2 separate regions of the Camelus bactrianus genome follow, and region 1 is linked to region 2. A link is a contact called in public Hi-C data. All regions are on one chromosome and are shown on one strand. Each heading gives the region's core, a stretch centred on a gene start, on an enhancer-like site or on the middle of the called end of the contact. The rest is flanking DNA. Distances are from core to core; before and after follow the strand shown. Region 1 holds the start of AMIGO3 (adhesion molecule with Ig like domain 3). Region 2 holds the start of MON1A (MON1 homolog A, secretory trafficking associated).

Region 1 (4,639 bases), core at 31-2,530, 180 kb before region 2:
ATGCGAGTTGGTTGCAGCCCAGATAGAGACGACTGAGCGCACGCAGGCCGTGGAAGGCATGCTCGTCCAAGTGTGCCAGGTGGTTATTGAACAGCAGCAGCATCTCCAGTGCCCCTAGCCCATCGAGGTCGTGGCGGCCAAGAGCCCGCAGGGCATTAGATGATAAATCAAGCAGCCGGAGGCCGCTGGCATTGTTGAAGACTCCACGACCGAGCACGTTCAGCTCATTGTGATTTAAACGCAGGGCACGCAGCCGGGAGAGGGGCGCCAACCAGCCAGGGCGCAGGTGCTGGAGCGCATTGTGGCTTAGGTCGAGGTCTGCAGCCGTGACTGGTAATGCAACCGGCACATCCTGCAGCCCCAGGCCGGTGCAGCTCAGCAGGTCGGCAGTGCAGACACATTTGTAGGGGCAATTATGGGGCCCAGGGGGCAAGAAGCCCTCGGAGTCCGGGATGCCTAACCCGATGCGCAGCATGCACAGCAGTGTGCCCTGCAGCACTAGCCGGGCCATGGCTGCCACTACCAGGGGTGGGACAAGGCAGCTCCGCTTAGGACGCAGATCTGAGACTCACCCACTTCTCTGGCTCGACGTGCTGGGCGCTAAATGACTGATGGCTGGAGAGGCAGGGTGCGGGCTCCGCCCCACGAGGCCGGCTGCTCCCGCTCCCTGGTTCCAGGTTTGTAGTTGCGAGCTAAGGCCACGCTCTGCTCAGTATTTCCTCCTCCGCTTTTCCCAGCTCTCTCCGAGCGCCCTCCTGAAGGCTCAGCTTCTAAATACTTTCTGGGAGGCGATTGCTCAGGAGGCGGGGCCTCAGGCTCCCATTGGCTCTCACTGAGGGGGCGGGGCAGCCACGCCCCCTGGCGATCACTGACCCCGCGTGGCCGCCAGAGGGGGCACGAGTCTGTCCCCCAACGCCTCAGCCTGCACTTGGCCTGCAGCTTTCCAGAGCACTCATCTCCCAGAAGAGAAGGGGAAACCTGGGAAGCATAGTTTTAAGCTGCTAATGTGTTTTCTTTGAGGAGTTATATATTAGGGGGATAGGTGGAATATCACAATTTACCCTGAGCCTCCTTAAAACTGGTACCTTGGCTATGTGGGTCTTATGGGGATTTTGGACTTAGTTGAGGGGGACTGCTGAGAAGTCTAGGGATGGGGTGAAGTGAAGGGGTCAATAATGCAAGTGGGTTGGATTGTCACACCACCCCACCTCTTCAATAGACATTGATTTCAAGACAGGCGCAGCCTTCTGACTACCCTTGGCACCCTCTCCCACTTAGGAGAGAGCGATCCACATCAGTGCTCCTGGCTGATCCCTGCTTCCAGCTCCGCTCTATATGCTATCTCCTGGGGCAGCCAGAGCCTCCGGCCCCTGGCACTGCCCTGCCTGCCCCTGACCGGAAGCGCTTCTCCCTACAGAGCTGTGAGTGGGCTGGGGGTGGGTCAGGGGAGAGAGGGATTTGGGGCTGGGCCAGGTCGGCAGTCTTAAGAACAAATTCCCAAGCTGGGAGTATTCAAGAGGCACTGGGTTCTCAGGCCACATTTGGCCTGATACCTCCTACCACTCCCCAGACACAGATTACATTAGTGTGGAGGAGCTGGCCCTAGTGGAACAGATGCTGGCACACCTGACCTCTGCATCTGCCCAGGCAGCAGCTGCCTCCCTGGTGAGTGAAGCCACAGCATGTGGGTCCACACCACCCAAATACTTATCAGCACAATTGTGTGCACAGTATATGTCGATTTGTCTGGGCATCCAACTCCAGCCCACCCTGTACTCTGCTCCCTGCAGCCCACCAGTGAGGAAGATCTCTGCCCCATCTGCTATGCTCACCCCATTTCTGCTGTGTTCCAGCCTTGTGGCCACAAGTCTTGCAAGTAAGTGGGCCCCACAGGCACAGGAGGTTGGGCAGGGAACAGCAGGGACACACAGGCCGCCCACATGCCATCCCCTGTTGTAGAGCCTGCATCAACCAGCACCTGATGAACAACAAGGATTGCTTTTTCTGCAAAGCCACCATCGTGTCCGTAGAGGACTGGGAGAAAGCAGCCAACACAAGTGCCACTTCCTCGGCTGCCTAGGCCTGCCTGGCCCTCACAGCAGGAGTCCCCACCCTTGAACCCAAACCCAGGCTGGGCCCTATTTATGAGCTCCCCTTGCCCTGTCCTCCACCCACCAGCCCCACATCCAACCTCCTTGCCTGTGTGTAACTTCGTTGGCGGGAGCCCAGCCATGCCCTAATTGTGCCTGAGCTCGACTTTCAGTCAGGGCCACAGTGAGCATTAAATTATTATTACATACAGTCCTGCCTTGGCCCTCCTTGAGGGAGTGGGCTTTGTGGGGTGTGCCCAACAAGGATCCTGCCAGAGTATGTCCACTGCAGGAGGCAGGTGTACAACAGTTTCATCCTCATCCAGTCCTCCCCAGCCAAATGGCAATGAGTCCAGGGCCTTCTGATGGGTCGAGCCAGTGCTCCCCTTGCCAGGAGGGAAATGGGAGCTCAGCTAGCCCCAAGGCATCCCCTCACATGATGATGCGAGGCTCCGGCACTGACTCGCCAATAGACTTGTGGGGCAGCACACTGGCCCCGTTGAGGTAGAGCTCGTCGTTAACTATGACGTCCTCGCCCAGCACGGTCACGTTCTCCATACGCACCTCGGGGGGGGAGGGGGCAGGCCTTGTCAGTGAGGCAGGGGCATTCCCTGCCACTCTCCCCACCTGGCCCAGCCCAGAGGCTTACCCACTGGCCCACACGGCAGCGCCAGCCTACGATGCAGGACTCTAGCCAGGAGTGGGAACGGATGTGGGCATCTCGCAGCACTGTGCACCGCCGGATACACACGCCATCCTCCACCACCACACCAGGACCCAGGCTCACGTTGGGGCCGATGCTGCAGTTCTTGCCAATGCGGGCACTGGGGTCCTGAGAACAGTGGGGAAAACAAAAGTGGGCCATTTGTTCCCCAAGACTGAAGGGGTTGATGATGGGCTGGGCATGGGCCTCACCACCAGCACGTTGCCCACTATGCCAGGGCCTGAGCACAGTTGCTCAGGCTGCTTCTGTCGCAGTGACTGTAGGAAGAGGCACATGCCAGTGAGGAAATCCTTGGGCTGCCCAATGTCCATCCAGAAGCCTGTAGGGAGAGAATGCATCAGGGGGCTCAGGCCAGCCACAGACCACCCCCACCCTGTGGCCTCCCTGCCTCACCCTGCAACTCCATGGCATAGAGCTGCCCCTCCTTGGCCATGACGGGGAAGATCTCCTTCTCAATGGACGTAGGCTGCAGCTGTGGGAGTGGGCAGCTCATGAGCAAGGTCGTGGCAGTGGTGGCCTGCCCTGCCCGAGCCCACTCAGCTGGCTTCTACACACCTGGATGCGGCGCAGCACTGCAGGGCTCAGGATGTACATTCCTGCATTGATCTTGTTGGACACAAACACCTGCGGCTTCTCCACGAACCGGTGAATTCGGCCTGTGTCAGCCTCACACACCACCACACCGTACTTAGAGGGTTCTTCCACTTTGGTCACCTGAGTGCGGGGGGACCTCAAGCCTAGCCCAGTGTTCCTGAGTCTTGATATACATGCTGTCTTAAATCTCAGGGGCTGTGCCCCAAGAGCTTACAGGCACATATACTGCTCATCTCTGCAGCCACAACATCACGGGAGCAGTTCAGGGCTAGGAGTGAGAGGCTGGGCATGGAGGGCAGGAATATCGGAGAGGAAAGACTCGCTCCCTTACCACAATAGAGCCCTCCTGGCCATGGTGCCGGTGGAACTGCATCATGGCTTGGAAGGGAAAGTCGCAGATCACGTCACTGTTGAGGACGAAGAAAGGGTCTGCAGTCTCAGAGAGCAGGTCACGGGCCAGTGCCAGGGGCCCAGCTGGGGGAGGGGGGCGGGTCACCATCATTTTGGGATCTGAGGTCCTGAATCAGGCTTGGCAGGCCTCATCCAGGTTGAGTCTTGCCCCTTCCCTGACTCTTAAGCCCTCCCCAAGGGACCTTCCTATCCTACTGACCTGTTCCCAAAGGCTCCTCTTCATGGGACATGGAGATTCGGATTCCTAGCTGGAAGGGAGAAGGCCCCAGTCAGGTTTCCTCCCACCAAGGTGGGAAGCTGAGTGGGGACCAAGGGAGAGAACCTAAAGTGTGACTCACCCTTTGCTCCTGAGCCTTCATTTCTTTCTCCAGCACCTGAGACATATAACTCACAGCCAAAATCACGTGGTCCACGCCTGCCTGTGGGACAGAAAAGCGCCGGCCACAAGGCAGGCTCAGCCGAAGGCACAGGCATCCCGGACCCCTAGTCTCTGGCCGTCCCTCATCCCCCAGGTCCTACCAAGGCCCCAGCCCCGGGCCTTACCGCGGCCAGCGCCTCCACTTGGTGCAGTAAGATGGGCTTATTGCAGAAATCCACCAGCGGCTTCGGGATGCTTAGCGTCAGCGGCCGCAGGCGCGTCCCATAGCCGCCCACCAAGATCAGTGCCTTCATTGCGCCTGCAGGCGGCCGGAGAGTAAGTCCCGGGCTCCGAGGTGTCCGCGGCCCGCCTGGCTGACCCCTGCCGCACACTCCCGCCGCCGTGCCCAGCCCTGTGCCCTTCACCCACCAAACTGACCGACTCGGGTTCTACCCTGTTCGC
Region 2 (4,616 bases), core at 1,937-4,436:
ATTGAGAGCCAACGAAAGAGGCTTACATCAAACACTGTTTGATGTAAGGAGGAAATGTTTTAAGCATTTTATATTTTAACACTATAATTTATCGGGCATATATTAAGTATGTATTTTCCTTGTGTTTCAGTGCCATTTTAGAAAAATGGGGATTTGGGGTTGATGAAGGGAGCGTTAATACTTTTTTTCATTTAAAATAATGGGAACAGACACTAAGTGATTCCAGACAAATGTCTAACTTTCATGTAACAGTTTACTGATGCTGTGTGGGAAATGCCCATATCCAGAGACTGACCACTTCTCATCACCTCCACCACTACCACATTGGTCCAGGCCAATATTACATCTCTAGCAGACTGCTACAACAGTCTTCTAACCAGTTTACTGACCTCTGCCCTTGTCCCTGTGCAGTCTATCCCCTTCTCACAGCACTCAAAGTGATCCACTTGAAACAGAAGCCAGGTCATGTAATTCCTCTGCTCACAATTCTGTAATGGTCCCACCTCACCCAGAGAGAAAGCCAATTTCCTCACAGTGATGCACAAGAACCACTCTATCTACACCCCCTCCCATTAATTCTTTGACCTCATCTCCTGCCCTTTACCCGACTTGCTTTGTGTCAGCCCAGCCGCACTGACCTCATGGCTTTCCTTAAGTGCATTGTAAATGTGAATCCTGAGTACTCCTTCACTTCAGAACCTTGTTCTTGCTGAACTTTCTGCCTGGACCACATCTCCCTGCTTTTTCCGCTGCCCCCCCCCACCTCACCTATTCCATTGCTTGGGCAAATATCTACATGACCCACTCTGTCACTTCCTTCAGGTTGCTGCTCAAGTGTGACCTTAGAAATATCCTGGATTCTTATCCCCCTTGCTCTACTTTATTTTTCTACACTGAGGGTCACCCTGTGACCTGCCACAAATTTCAAAATGTCAGCAGGAGTATATAATTTTGTAAGGGAGAAGGTGAAAAATCCTCAAAGAACACCCAGCTCCAGTGTAGCCTGGGGAGACTCCTGCTTGTGGGGAAGATTTGTCCTTGGTTGTAGTCAAGTGCTCAATAACAATGGCTCTGGAGTCAGAGGGACCTGGATTAACCTGGCTTGGTTTTATGAGTCTCAGCTTTCTTACCTATAAAATGAAGATAATGATAGCACCATTCATTGGGTTGTGGGAGGATTAAATGACAGAATCCATGTAATTTGGTTACCCTGGCACAGAGTAGGCATTTGTACACTCAGCTGTCTTTAGCATATTGTGATTATTCTTATTCAGCATTCAGATCGTGTGTATCTGCATTTACACACAGACCCAGTGGTCTCTGCCATGTAAATCTTTCTTTTGAGAGTTTGCTCCCCCTGAGCCAGGCCCAGAATGAACTGGCTTGGGAAAACGTGTTTCTGACCTCATGAAGCAAGGTGGGTTGTGGCCTGAAATGACCCTTCTGTGACTTTGGGCCCAAAAGATGTCTATTGGCCTAGGGCTAGGAGTTCCCCCAGGCTAACTGGCTATTCATCCTGAAGTTGCAGGAACAGACTATTAGTTCTCTGCTGCTCCTAGAAGTGTCTGCCAAGTTGAACTCCTTAGTCTGTCACATGCACCTGCTCTGTGTCCTTGCACCTCTGGCTCAAAGACTCAAACAAGGTCTATAGCAGCTTATGGGATGCTCTGAGGGCCCATTACTCACTGATCCCTCAGGTAACTAAGCCAGCATGTCTGAGTATTACCCAGCATGGTACCTGCAAAGAGTGAGGGCAGGCTAAGCTGGCTGAGGCTGGTGGACCCTTCCTTCTTAACAGTTCCCCTGCCACCTGAGATCATGCAGCACCTCAGTAACTCCAAGGCCAATCTGGGGATCCAGCCAAAAGCTCTGAAGAAGCAAACAGTTCTCTGGACACTTACACTGGAAACTAGGCAGGGAGGGTGAAAGACTCATCGCAAAACCTACCTAGTAGCCACTGAAGCCTTAACTTGTGTGGCCGAAGCTTTTGGGGGGCTGAATCTGAAGCAGTCAAACAAGAGAAGTCTCTTAGAACCAGATACTCCCTTTGGGCCCCTTCTCAGGCAGCCTCTCTAGAAGACCACAGGGCTTGCTAATTTCCCTAGAAGTGCTCTGCTGTGCCTTTGAGCGATGTTACCAAACAAGTTAGCTCAATCAGCCCTTCTACTGTGCCTCCCTCCTCTAGGTGCCTGGCCTGAAGGAAGGGAGGGCCTTGCAAGAGCCCCTCCCAACTGGCTCTCTACTATTCCAGCTCCCTCTTCCTGCTTACACAGTGCTCCATCCTGCCTTGATCCTTTGAGGAGTGGTCCACCTGGGAGGATAGTGCCAGGATGCATGGAGGTGTGGCAGACAGGGTCCACGTGAGGCTGCGCTGTAGCTGCTTCAGCAGGATGCCTACCCTGCTGAGAGTATGGCCTGGTACTTGTCACTGCTGGTGGCCACTCCCCTCTCTGACAAAGGCTGCTTACCCTCCCCCAGCAAACTCCAGCTCAGAGTGGCTCACCTGGTATAAGCGGCAGCTCGGTTATCTGAGCCAGGACACCCTTGAGAGCAAAGTTCCAAGCCCCAAGACACTTTCAGGAGCTGCCTTGCTCACCCCACAGTCAACCACTGCAAATGTTTGAGAGCCCTCTGCTTGCAGAAAGTGTGCGTTGGGGGGTGGGGCAGTACTACCTGGCCACTGCCCCTACAGGACTTTGCCCTCTCAGCCAAAGGAAGAGTTCCAGGCCTCGCCTTTTGTATTCCCCAGCTGGGGACCAACCGTCTAAGTGACCCCAGAGAGACCTAGTCCTCCTACCGCAAATGGCAGCATAGACGGCAGAGGCTCCCAGTCTTCAAGCCCCTCCCTCCAAAGATGACAGCTCTCCAGTCTCTAGGTGCCCCCAGGCCACGTGAGTTGGTAGTCGGACTCACCTGTTTCTCTGGGAGGAGGGGGCAGGACGCACAGAGATTGCCGGTCACTGCCTTCTGCCGGACCCCCGGGAGGGCACGGGTGTCCGGCCGGGCCTGGAGTGAGGGCTCAGGTTCGCGAGACCACGATCCCCTGCGGACGCAGACATGGCCACAGCGCTGACCACCGCCCGTCGTCCGGCTGCCGGCTCAGGAAGACAGCCCTCGCCGGCCTCTCGCGGCAGAGGCCCGGCTACGGTCTCTGGGCCTGGCCCTGCCCGCCCCCAGGGTGCATTATGGGAGATGTAGTTCGCAGTGCACGGCCGCCGCGAGGCGGGGCCGGGCGCCCGGTCCTGGCAGAGCCCTGGGCGGGACCTGACCCGGGTCGGGATGGCCTCGGCCGGCACTTCCTTCTCCAGCGTCCCGGCCAAGCCCAGGCACCTCCCCAAACCCAAAGCCCGGGGTGGACCGCAGGCCCAGAAACCCCGGCCCCTCCGCCCTACCCAACAAGAGGTTTATTTCAATGGAAAGAAAGAGACGTTAAGGTTGTTTCCTCCACTGACTGTGGAAGGACATTGCAAGTTTGTGGGCTGGATAAATGTCACTAGTGGGCTTGGCCACATTGGCTAAAAGGGTGTAGACACACCTATTATTGCTTAAAAAAATTCCTTTTAGCCATTACGTTTTAATATATCAGTATGAGGCACTAGAACGGTAGTTCTCGACTCTGCCCTGGGAACTTAAAAAAAAAAATACACACACACACACACAAATGCCTGGATACGACTCCTAGAGATTTTGATTTAATTGGATTGGGATGGGACTCAGGCCTCATTATCTTTTTAAAAACTTCCCAGGTGATTTGCCAGGGCAAGGATACCTCTCCTATGGTAATTTGTAATTTCCTAGATGCAAAGTGATAAAAACAACAGGAAAACATAAAGCTTTCCGAAACAATTTTATTTTTGGAGAACAGTTTAAAGAAGTAAAATTAGGGATTAACAACAATACTGCTCATGCCATCTCTGAAGCAATCAGATCACTTTATAGCCTCACAGTTAATTCACCCAACAGTTCAGAGATGAAGGAAAAAGTCTGAAATCACTCCTTTGATTCTCCCTGCTGTTCCAAGCACCCCAATGCAGTGTCCTGTTTCCGTCTCAGTCCTACACTGGAATTGGGAGAGAGCTCTGCCCCTCAGCTTTTCTCGTAGTCTCAGACAGCTGTCACTTGGAGCTTACCTCCACAACACTGGCTTGTGACTGACATGGTGACAAAGCTGTGGCCTTTTACCAGAGATGGCTTTGCACAGGCTATTAGACCCTTGCACATAATTTAAGGGCAGCTTTCTCCTCCCTTTTAGGTAAGAACCTGTGAGAAAATGCCCAATTCCTTACCCATCTGTTCTCCTGGAGAGGAGAGAGGGGGAGAGGAGTCTCTGGGTCTTCCCAGGTCATTCATTTTCTCTCCTCACTAGATCAGAAGGACAGGCTCCCTCCCTTAGAATAAATATCATTTACACGGTTTTGCTCTCATTAATCCTGCCATATTACATTATAAGAGTTTAAGCCAAGAAGCTCTCATATTCCCTGGCTGGTACAGAAATAACCTGGCTATATTCCATTAACCAGAAGTTGCACCCCACAGAATTGATCCCCATAAAAGACATTTAAACTTTTCTAACATACCTAACCAATCTCCATAGTCTTCATGTGACCTCAGGGCTT

Evidence for each region. Hi-C and Micro-C count contacts between places; a contact is called where the count stands out from the background.
Region 1: a contact with region 2 is called in a Hi-C map of liver, with 6 times the contacts expected there. The contact joins the promoter of AMIGO3 here to the promoter of MON1A in region 2. A contact is called at or near these places in 2 of 2 Hi-C or Micro-C datasets (blood and liver).

The regions. Positions count from the first base shown.
Region 1 is chr17:33,815,938-33,820,576 of ASM4877302v1, reverse strand. AMIGO3 (adhesion molecule with Ig like domain 3) reads right to left here and starts at 1,280. Exons shown (of 1, transcript XM_010969172.3): 1 at 1-1,280. The coding sequence starts at 511. It overlaps GMPPB (GDP-mannose pyrophosphorylase B), which reads right to left. Exons shown (of 10, transcript XM_045505953.2): 1 at 4,616-4,639; 2 at 4,363-4,496; 3 at 4,158-4,238; 4 at 4,019-4,067; 5 at 3,740-3,882; 6 at 3,370-3,528; 7 at 3,208-3,286; 8 at 3,006-3,133; 9 at 2,740-2,922; 10 at 2,271-2,654. The coding sequence starts at 4,491. The coding sequence ends at 2,523. It overlaps RNF123 (ring finger protein 123), which reads left to right. Exons shown (of 39, transcript XM_074344878.1): 36 at 1,279-1,421; 37 at 1,571-1,665; 38 at 1,791-1,876; 39 at 1,960-2,301. The coding sequence ends at 2,080.
Region 2 is chr17:33,640,638-33,645,253 of ASM4877302v1, reverse strand. MON1A (MON1 homolog A, secretory trafficking associated) reads right to left here and starts at 3,186. Exons shown (of 6, transcript XM_010969164.3): 1 at 2,914-3,186.